Regions from separate parts of the Mus musculus genome. Here region 1 is linked to region 2. A link is a contact called in public Hi-C data. All regions are on one chromosome and are shown on one strand. The core of a region is the stretch at or near the end of the contact, and the rest is flanking DNA. Distances in the headings are between cores, read along the strand shown. Region 1 has its middle 6.6 kb from the start of Gm34964. Region 2 overlaps Ano1 (anoctamin 1, calcium activated chloride channel).

The links. Hi-C and Micro-C count contacts between places; a contact is called where the count stands out from the background.
Region 1: a contact with region 2 is called in a Hi-C map of colorectal tumor organoids, with 3 times the contacts expected there. The contact joins two enhancer-like sites. A contact is called at or near these places in 2 of 15 datasets of contacts at CTCF or cohesin (the G1E-ER4 cell line and embryonic stem cells), 56 of 484 Hi-C or Micro-C datasets (the 63-12 cell line, the AML12 cell line, B cells and 42 more), 17 of 115 datasets of contacts at active chromatin or transcription factors (T-cell acute lymphoblastic leukemia, craniofacial prominence, embryonic basal ganglia and 12 more) and 1 of 9 other capture datasets (pancreatic islet).

The regions. Positions count from the first base shown.
Region 1 is chr7:144,780,105-144,784,303 of GRCm38.p6, forward strand. No RefSeq gene overlaps it. Among named protein-coding and RNA genes, the nearest start is that of Gm34964, 6.6 kb to the right of the region's middle. Within about 2 kb of position 1,382, at least 24 of the 459 cell types and tissues checked have an H3K27ac peak or open chromatin away from gene starts, as enhancers often do.
Region 2 is chr7:144,598,340-144,602,351 of GRCm38.p6, forward strand. All of the region lies in intron 22 of Ano1 (anoctamin 1, calcium activated chloride channel), which reads right to left. Among named protein-coding and RNA genes, the nearest start is that of Fadd, 18 kb to the left of the region's middle. Within about 2 kb of position 2,227, at least 7 of the 459 cell types and tissues checked have an H3K27ac peak or open chromatin away from gene starts, as enhancers often do.

The DNA.
Region 1 (4,199 bases), core at 132-2,631, 180 kb after region 2:
GCTTTTACGACAGCAAACAATGTCTTAGTTATGGCTACCAACCACCTTTTTACTCTACCACCAGCTCTCCCATCTTCTTTCCCTTTTGCCTTGGCTACCAGGAAGCTCCCATCCTGTGTATAACCAAGGGCTGAGTTATCACCCCTGGCAGAGGAGCTATCGCTCCTCCCAGGTGGCTCTGCTCTCCTTCCTGACTTCCTTACCTGCTTTGGCTCTGCCACCTCTGGGGCAACTCCACGGGAAGGGAGGGGAAGGGAAGCCACACCCCCTCTCGTGATTGCCCACCTGGGCCTCCCCGTACCTCCAGGAGCCAGCTCCAGCCTCTGTCAAGGCCACGCAGATAAGATCAGAACAGATAAGGGCCCCATTGACCCCAGAGAAGGCAACAGGGCCTCGGGCTTTCCCCGCACTCTCCTGGCACCGGGCTTGCTTGGGAATAAAAATACCAGGTGTGGGTGGGTGTGAAACTCTGGAGAGACTTCCCAGCCTGGCACCACCTGGCCAGGACACCTCTCAGAGTTAAGGAGTGACAGGAAATTCCAGCCAGTCCCCACCCAGTGGGAGAGGTGGCCTTGGAAGCCCAAGCACGCTGGGTCCATCTATCTGCCCTTCTTTTTCAACATCTGCCAAGCCTCACTTTTTCTGTCTGTAAAGTGGGATGACCATATGCCCTGCAGCCCAGGCTCCTTGAGAGCCCACAGGAGGTGCTGTGAATGATGTGGTGTCTCTTTCTCTCTCTCACTCTCTCGCTCCCCCCAAACAACCCTGAACACTGTTCACACTGTGCCTTTCTCAACTGGTGACACTCAGTCCCTAGTGGGGGACTTCTGGGTCCAGGCTATCCAGCTTCTAGAAGAGACCATGCCAAGCTGATGGTGACAGTGAGGCGGCTTTTCTGCCAGGGAGCCCTTTGCTGGAGGGCAGTGACTTCTTACCTCCTCTGTCCCCACATAACCCCTGAGGCTTTGAAGGGCTTATTTCTCCTCAGTTCTGTTTTCTGCCTTCTGCCCTCAGGTCTTAACAGGAGGAGGAAAGCCCAAGCCTGAGTGGGCTCCCTCCTGCACCTGTCGCACGAGCCAATATTCCCACTCATACGGGAGCCCAGCTGCACTGTCCCCCAGCAATGCCCTCTACAGGTGTGGTGGTCCAGGCTCCGATGCAGAGAGGGGTACAGTTCAGATCCTGCCACCCAGCAGCTAACCCTATGGTTTTCCCTGCCCATGAATAATGCTACCCATGTCTTGTGGACCATAGGAATGGTCACAGTAACCATCCTCTACATGCAGGGAACAGATCATGGAAGCCCTGGTGTGGCCCCAGGCCTCCAGGCCTCCACTCTGTCCCTGTGTGTGGATCCAGGCCTGAGCCAAGAGAGCTGTGCACTTGCAGTTTCCAAGGATGACCTCCAGTGGGCAGTACAGACTCCCTTTCTCCCATACAGGGCTCCTTCCCTGCCCCAACCTGGAACTGGAGGATACCCCAGGGAAGGCCACCCACAGACTGGGATTTCCTTCCAGTTGGACCTCCCAGCTGCCGTCCACTGCTGAGGTTGCCTCACTGGTGGGACACCGGCGGACACCGGCGAGGTGATGAGGAACCAGGCTGGGTGGAGCCTGGAGCACAGAGGGCCTAACAAGTGGTCAAGGGAGGGAAACAGGGAGCCTTTCCTATTCAGTCCTGCCTAGAGCAGATGTGTGGCACCATGGAGGCACTAGAAAGGGGGTGGGGTGGCCTTGAAAGGAGGCCAAGATATCTGCTGTGCTCTCACTAAAGCTTGGAGCCTGTTTGAGCATGAGCTTCCCCTTCTGTACGGGACTTGGGGAGAGTCCAGAGGCTCTAGGTACCCCCAGCTGATTAGGGCATCTGCTGCTGGCCTTGAGATGCTGGGATCTACCCAGGAGGCTCATCTGGAGATGTGGTACAGGACTCAGCCAGCAACCACACAATGGCTCAGTCCACTGTAGCCCAGTCGTTTCTGTTACTATACAGGCCCATAGCAGGAAGGGCCAGACAGGGGTGTTGCAGTGACCATGGTCACTGATGGAGACACAGCCATCTCCCCGCTGTCCCCACAGCTCATGGGGCTGTGGATTGCAATGCAAGCCAGGCCTGCTTCATGATATACGTGGTGTGAGCTCCCTACCAGTGTGAGCTCCATCAGGTGTTAGCTACTACTGGCAAGAGACACAGCTGTGATGCCCACCCCAGGACTGGCCTGGCCTCAGTTTCCTATCTGGGAAGTATGAACTGGTGTCAGCCAGACTCTCTCTTCAGCAAGGTCCTGTTCTACTCTAGAGTTTGCAAGGACTCCCCAGTGCCCCATGGTGAGTGAGCTGGGCCTGGGGCTTCATAAAACCCCCTTGTCCTTCATGAACACACAGAGCATGCTCAGTGAAAATAGCTAGGGTTCTAGGAGGACATGGAGCTGGGATGCCAGCTGTTTGGACTCTGATCCAGGCTAAGGGCTGAGGAGGAAGGTGCTAGCCACACCCCAGAGCTAAGCCAGCACAATGCAGCTGGAAGCTTGCCTGGGTGTGTGCTGTGCCTACACATTCTGAGGAGGACTATCTCTTCCTCTGTTACCTATTGAGCACCGACTGTGTGCCAGGTATCATTGAGGATGATTAAGACCCAGGCTTAGCACTCACACAGGGTCCTAGCCCAGTCCATAGGGCCACTCTGCTATGCTCCCAGTGGGAGATATGACTCAAAATAGCAGTAAAAAGTCCAAGTGGTGACAGTATCTCTAGAAGGTATCAGGGCCCACCATCCAATCACCACAGGGTCCCACAGGGCTGTCTCTCTCTGCTCCTAAGTACAGCTACCTTCTCCTCCAGGTGCCATGTCAGAAGAAGGCTCAGCTACCAACCCTCTGCCAGAGCAGGGACATTGGGTGCCCTTCTAGGAGTTCCCTACCTTGCTTTGCCACCCCTTAAAGCTAACTATTCTAGGTATCTTGGACTGTCTGGTTTTATGTCAACTTGACACAAAGTAGAGTCATCTGAAAGGAGGGAACCTCAATTGAGAAGATGCCACCATAAGATCTGGCTGTAAGGCATTTTCTCAATTAGTGATAAAGTGGGAAGGGCTCCGCCCATTGTGGGTGGGGCCACCCTTGGGCAGGTGGTCTTGATTTTACCAGAAGGCAGGCTGAGCAAGCCAGGAGGAGCAAGGCAGTAAGCAGCACCCCTCCATGGTCTCTCATCAGCTCCTACCTCCAGGTTCCTGCCCTGTTTGGGCTCTTGTCCTACCTTCCTCAATGATGAACTATGGTATAGAAGTGTGAGCCGAATAAACTCTTTTCTCCCCAATTTACTTTGTTTATGGTGTTTCATCATAGCAATAGTAATCCTGACTAGGACATAACTATACCGCAGCTGCCCCTGGTCCAGAACCCTGCATCTCCCTGTCTCACTGTGTTCAGCTGGGTTAACATGTCTTCCCGCTGCAGCCGCAGTGACTCCTGGAGGCAGCTGCAGTCGCAAACACAGTTCTCCATCACAACCTGTCAACCCTGCTCCCTGGCTCTGCAACCTCTTGTCCTCCCTGCATCTCTCTACCTTCCTTCATGCTGCCCCAGCTCCAAGTGTAACAGAGAATCAAGGTCTCCCACTGCTCTGGCCTTCGGGTGTGACCTTCTCTCCCAGAGGCCTCTGGTGATGTGGAGGGGACAGCTTCATCTCCCTTCTTCCCAGGCAACCCCTGGGGGTGCTAGAGGAGCCAAGTGATGGACCTGAATGGCCCTAAGATGGTGCCAGTGCCATGGGGCTGAGCACCATTCCCATCCACACCTAACCCCTGGGCTCTCCTTCTTCTGGTCCTAGGGAAGGCACAGCCACTGATTGGCTTCTGCTGGCCAGGAGTGAGCAGACTGGAGGAGGCACAGGCTCTCCCAGACAGTGAGGAGGCTCAGTAGCTCTCCCTGCTGGAGTTGGGATCTGCTCAGCTGATTCATCTGAGATGGGGACAGTGGCTCTGATGCCCTTGTCTTGAGGGTAAATGAGGGATAGTCACAACCCCGTGAAGGGGAAGACAACCCTTAGTTCTGCCCCTGGCAGCACAGTGTCAGCCTTTGGTCAGATCTGCCCACAAGCCTCCCCTGAACAGGATGAATTAAGTGTCCATCCCTTTGCAGTGCTCCCAGCTCCCTATTGTGGTGCTTAGTGGGACAGCCACTCACATATCACAGGGAGGTCCCC
Region 2 (4,012 bases), core at 977-3,476:
AAAATCCCATAGGCATGAGGGAGCCAACACTAGGAGGAGAGGGTATCCCTGTTGGGCCATTGCAAATATATTTCAGTAACCGTGGGAACGCTTCGTGCCTGGTCTCTTACACTTCAGGAGCTGAGTGCTGTTCTGTAGACTCAGAGCAGGCTGTGGCCTATGCACTCTTGTGTTTCCTGAACCCTTACATAGCATTTACCCATTAAGTGTTTGTTGACAGGCTGCAGGAGTGTGCAAAGCCTTTTCAGAAAACCAACCAACCCCCCCCTCCCCCCAAGCAAAAACCAAAACCAGAGGAGAGGACACAAAGAGGCAGGCCTGTTGGCTGCACACTCCTAAAAAACTGGTGGGCTGGTGAGATGGCCCAGCAGATAAGCACTCTTTTTGCCTAGGCTTGATGACCAGAGTTCTACCTCCTGAAACACAATGGGAGACAGTGGGGAAATATGTAAGAAATACTTCCTGTAGAGATCCTGTGGCTGACAGTGGTGGCTCCTGCAGGTCATCTGACCACATCTCTTCCCTACATACAGGGAGTCCCTGATGCCACCTCTTGGAGCCACCAGACACTTCTTCACTTCTTGCTGCTTTAGCTCTTTGCTTGCTTGCTTGCTTCCTTCCTTCCTTCCTTCCTTCTTTCCTTTCTCCCTCCCTCCCTCCCTCCCTCCCTCCCTCCTTTCCTCTCTTCCTTTCTCCCTTTTTCTGCACACCCCTTCTCTCTTGGTCTCATGTGATCCAGACTAACTTCACCATGATCCTGTGGGCCAAGGATGGTTTTGAACTTTTGATCTTCATGCCTCTACTTCCCAAGTGTTAGGATTACAGGTATGTGCCATCACATCTGAATTATATGGTGCTGTGTGTATGTGTGTGTGTTGTCAAACCCAGGCAGATGTACATGGTAGACAAAGCACTCTACCTAGGCCAAAGCCTTAGCCAAGCCAAGGTGTAGTTCCGGATGGCCTCCATCTTACTTCATGTGACTCAAAGTCTGCCACTGCTGTGTTTCACAACTGGCAAAACTCACATTGAAGCTTATTTTATTAACTTAAAACATAAATCTATTTTCGAGACAGGATCTTACTTTATTAGCCCAGGTTCTGGCCTGGAACTCATTGTGTAGCTTGGGCTGACCTCGAATATGCAGCAATCCTCCTGCCTCATCCTCCTGAGTGAGCTTGGATTTACAAGTATGGCTATGCTCCATCTATAGATATGCTTGTTTTGTTTTGTTTTGTTTGTTGAGACAGGGTTTCTCTGTGTAGCCCTTGCTGTCTTGGAACTCACTTTGTAGACCAGGCTGGCCTCGAACTCAGAAATCCGCCTGCCTCTGCCTCTCAAGTGCTGGGATTAAAGGCGTGCACCACCACCGCCCGGCTTTAGATATGCTTTTATTTGAACATTTGTTTTAAATTTTCCAGGGCAAAAACCAGGAATAGACTTGCCAGGTGACTGATAATTCCGCAATGAACTTTAATCTCAGAACTCCAGTCAGAATGGGAGGAGAGAGTTCCTCCTTCCCCTTCTTCTTATTTGATTGTTTTAGACAGGGTCCCACAGTGTTAGCTTTAGCTGACCTGGAACTCAGAAATCCACCTGCCTCTGTTTCCTGTTGGAATCAAAAGCATGTGCCAGAACAGCTGGCTAAAGTCTACTTGTACTTTATTTATTATTTTTGGAGACAGGCTCTTACATAGCTCAGGCTACCTTGAACTTGAGGTGGGGAGCCCAGAATGACCTTGAATGTCTGGCCCTCTTGCTTCTATCTCTGGAGTGATGGGATTAGGAGTGTGTGCCATTACATGTGCCTCCTTTTCTCCTTCTTCCTCTCCTCCTCCTCTATCACTCCAGAGGACTCTAAACCCCATTTCCAATCGCTTGACAAAGAAGCATGCTGGGCAGGCCAGGTTCTCCATGAAGAGTATGGCACCCACCCACCTCAGTGCTGGGACCAGCGGCTAGGGCTTCTACATGCAGTATAGTGTAGGGAGTCATTACTGCCTAAAAACCTGCATTCTGGTGTCCCCTACACTTACTGTGTTGGCCCCCAACAGAGAATTCCTCCCAAGAGGCCATGTGATAAAGGCTTCTGTAGTCAGGAGCACAGTTGCTACTAGCCAGGGTCTGTGGGGGTGCAGGCCACCGGCGCCACTGGGTCTCCTGTCCCCTGGGAACACTGTCCCAAAGACTCTGCACGGATCAAAGGAGGAAGACAAAAGCCCCTTTGAGCAAAAGGTTACTGCACAGGAGGCCACAAACAACCATGTGAAAGGCAGATCATGCCTCTAACCAACTGGGCAGGAACCAGGAAGCAGCCGCTGATCCGTGAGGCCTGGGAAAAAGCAAGGAGCCTGGAGGCAGAAATTCTGAGGGCACACCAGGAACCCCATGGGGTGGGGAGGACAGGGAAGCCAGGAGGCCACCCACATACCCTGTTCAGCTTGGTGGGTTTCTAGGTTTTTAGGGATAGCCTGCCTCTGTCCTGAAGCAGACTTCACCAAATAGTGGCACATACACTGGGAACTCTACCAGGGGCATTTTGCGAACTCAACAGGGCACAGTGTGTGGCCATATGCTTTTCTTCCTTTCCAGCTATGGGACAGTAAACTGAAGAGTTTCTAAAAATTACCTAGGAGAGCCCAAGTTCCCTTTGGGCCTCCAGCATTCAGTACAGGGTTTGCAAAGTTGACCCTCTATTCATTTATGAGCCAAGGGGCTCTGGTTTTCTGGGCAGTGGGACTTAGACTCTGTCCAGGCTTCTATTCTTCCAAGGTTTCTCCAAGGGCCCAACAGGTGGAAAGTTCCTGGAGGATTTTGCAATAGACACATCTCTGGGCTTGTCTGAGAGCAGGGTTTGGGGCACCCATCCTGCTGCTCAGATGTGGCCCAGGGCTGCTTCTATATCTGGAGGATGGCTTTTAAATGTTAAGAATAGAAGGGATTTGGCCTTCCACTGAGAACAGTTGTGCCCCAAAGCTGAGGTAAGCCAAGAGCTCCTGAAGGGCTCTTGTAGCTCTGAGTTACCAATCTAGCCATGCCTGAGTGTGGCTTATGCTATGACCACAATGGGGCAGAGTATGGGACTCTGGGGGCTGAGAGGGTCAGTTTGTCTAGAGAATTTCAGTGGTTTTAAAGTCTGTGGGCATAATCCAGGCCCACTTGGGTGTCTGTTTCCATTGTCTGAGTTGCCTGGGTAGGAGGTGGCATCAGGAAGCCATAGTGTCTGGGCATAGGATGAGAACCTTGCACATGAACCCTGGCTCTGACCTCCTCATCCAGCACCATGTTTCTAGGCCACTCTCTTCAGGCTGGGGGCAGGGGTGGGGGCAGGCAGGGGCAGGGTGTATGTTTCTACAGGCTTATAGCAAAGATGTGAGTAAGGCTATAGAACCAAACAGATGAAGTCACCATAGTTGATGTGCTTGACTGTGACCATGGCAATTCCATCCAGCTCACTGTAAAAGATCACAGGGTGACAGAGAGGCCCAGGCCACCTTCTCTCAGAGGTGGTTGGGAGACTGGAAGATGTGCTTGTCCCTGGCAGGGGCTGGCCATGCTGCCAGAAGCCATGGATGGCCCAAAGAGCATCTAGCCTGGCAGAGACACTAACTAAAGCAAGAGAGAATACGGAGTAGATGGTACCATCTGAGGGTTCCCACAGGTGTGGCTGGTACTACCCAAGGGTTCTCCATGGGATGACCTGGATGTGCTGGGGGCTGGGAAGTGTCTTAGAGAGGCCAATGCCACCCCAAACAGTCTAGAAAACTCCTATCTGGGTCACAGAACCTAACCCAATGATCCCTTATCACTATGGAACTATAATCTCTATGGCTTCCCTCACGTGATTCAGTCTGCACAGAAATGCCCTTCTTACTGAGGTTGTTCAAGAGGAGATGGATTAAAGGATAGTGGGTCTCTTTGTAGGATAAGGAGGACACTATCCTAACTGGCTCTGGTTGTGGCATGCATGGCATCTGGAGCTCTATGAACTCCATCTTCCATGTTCTCTACT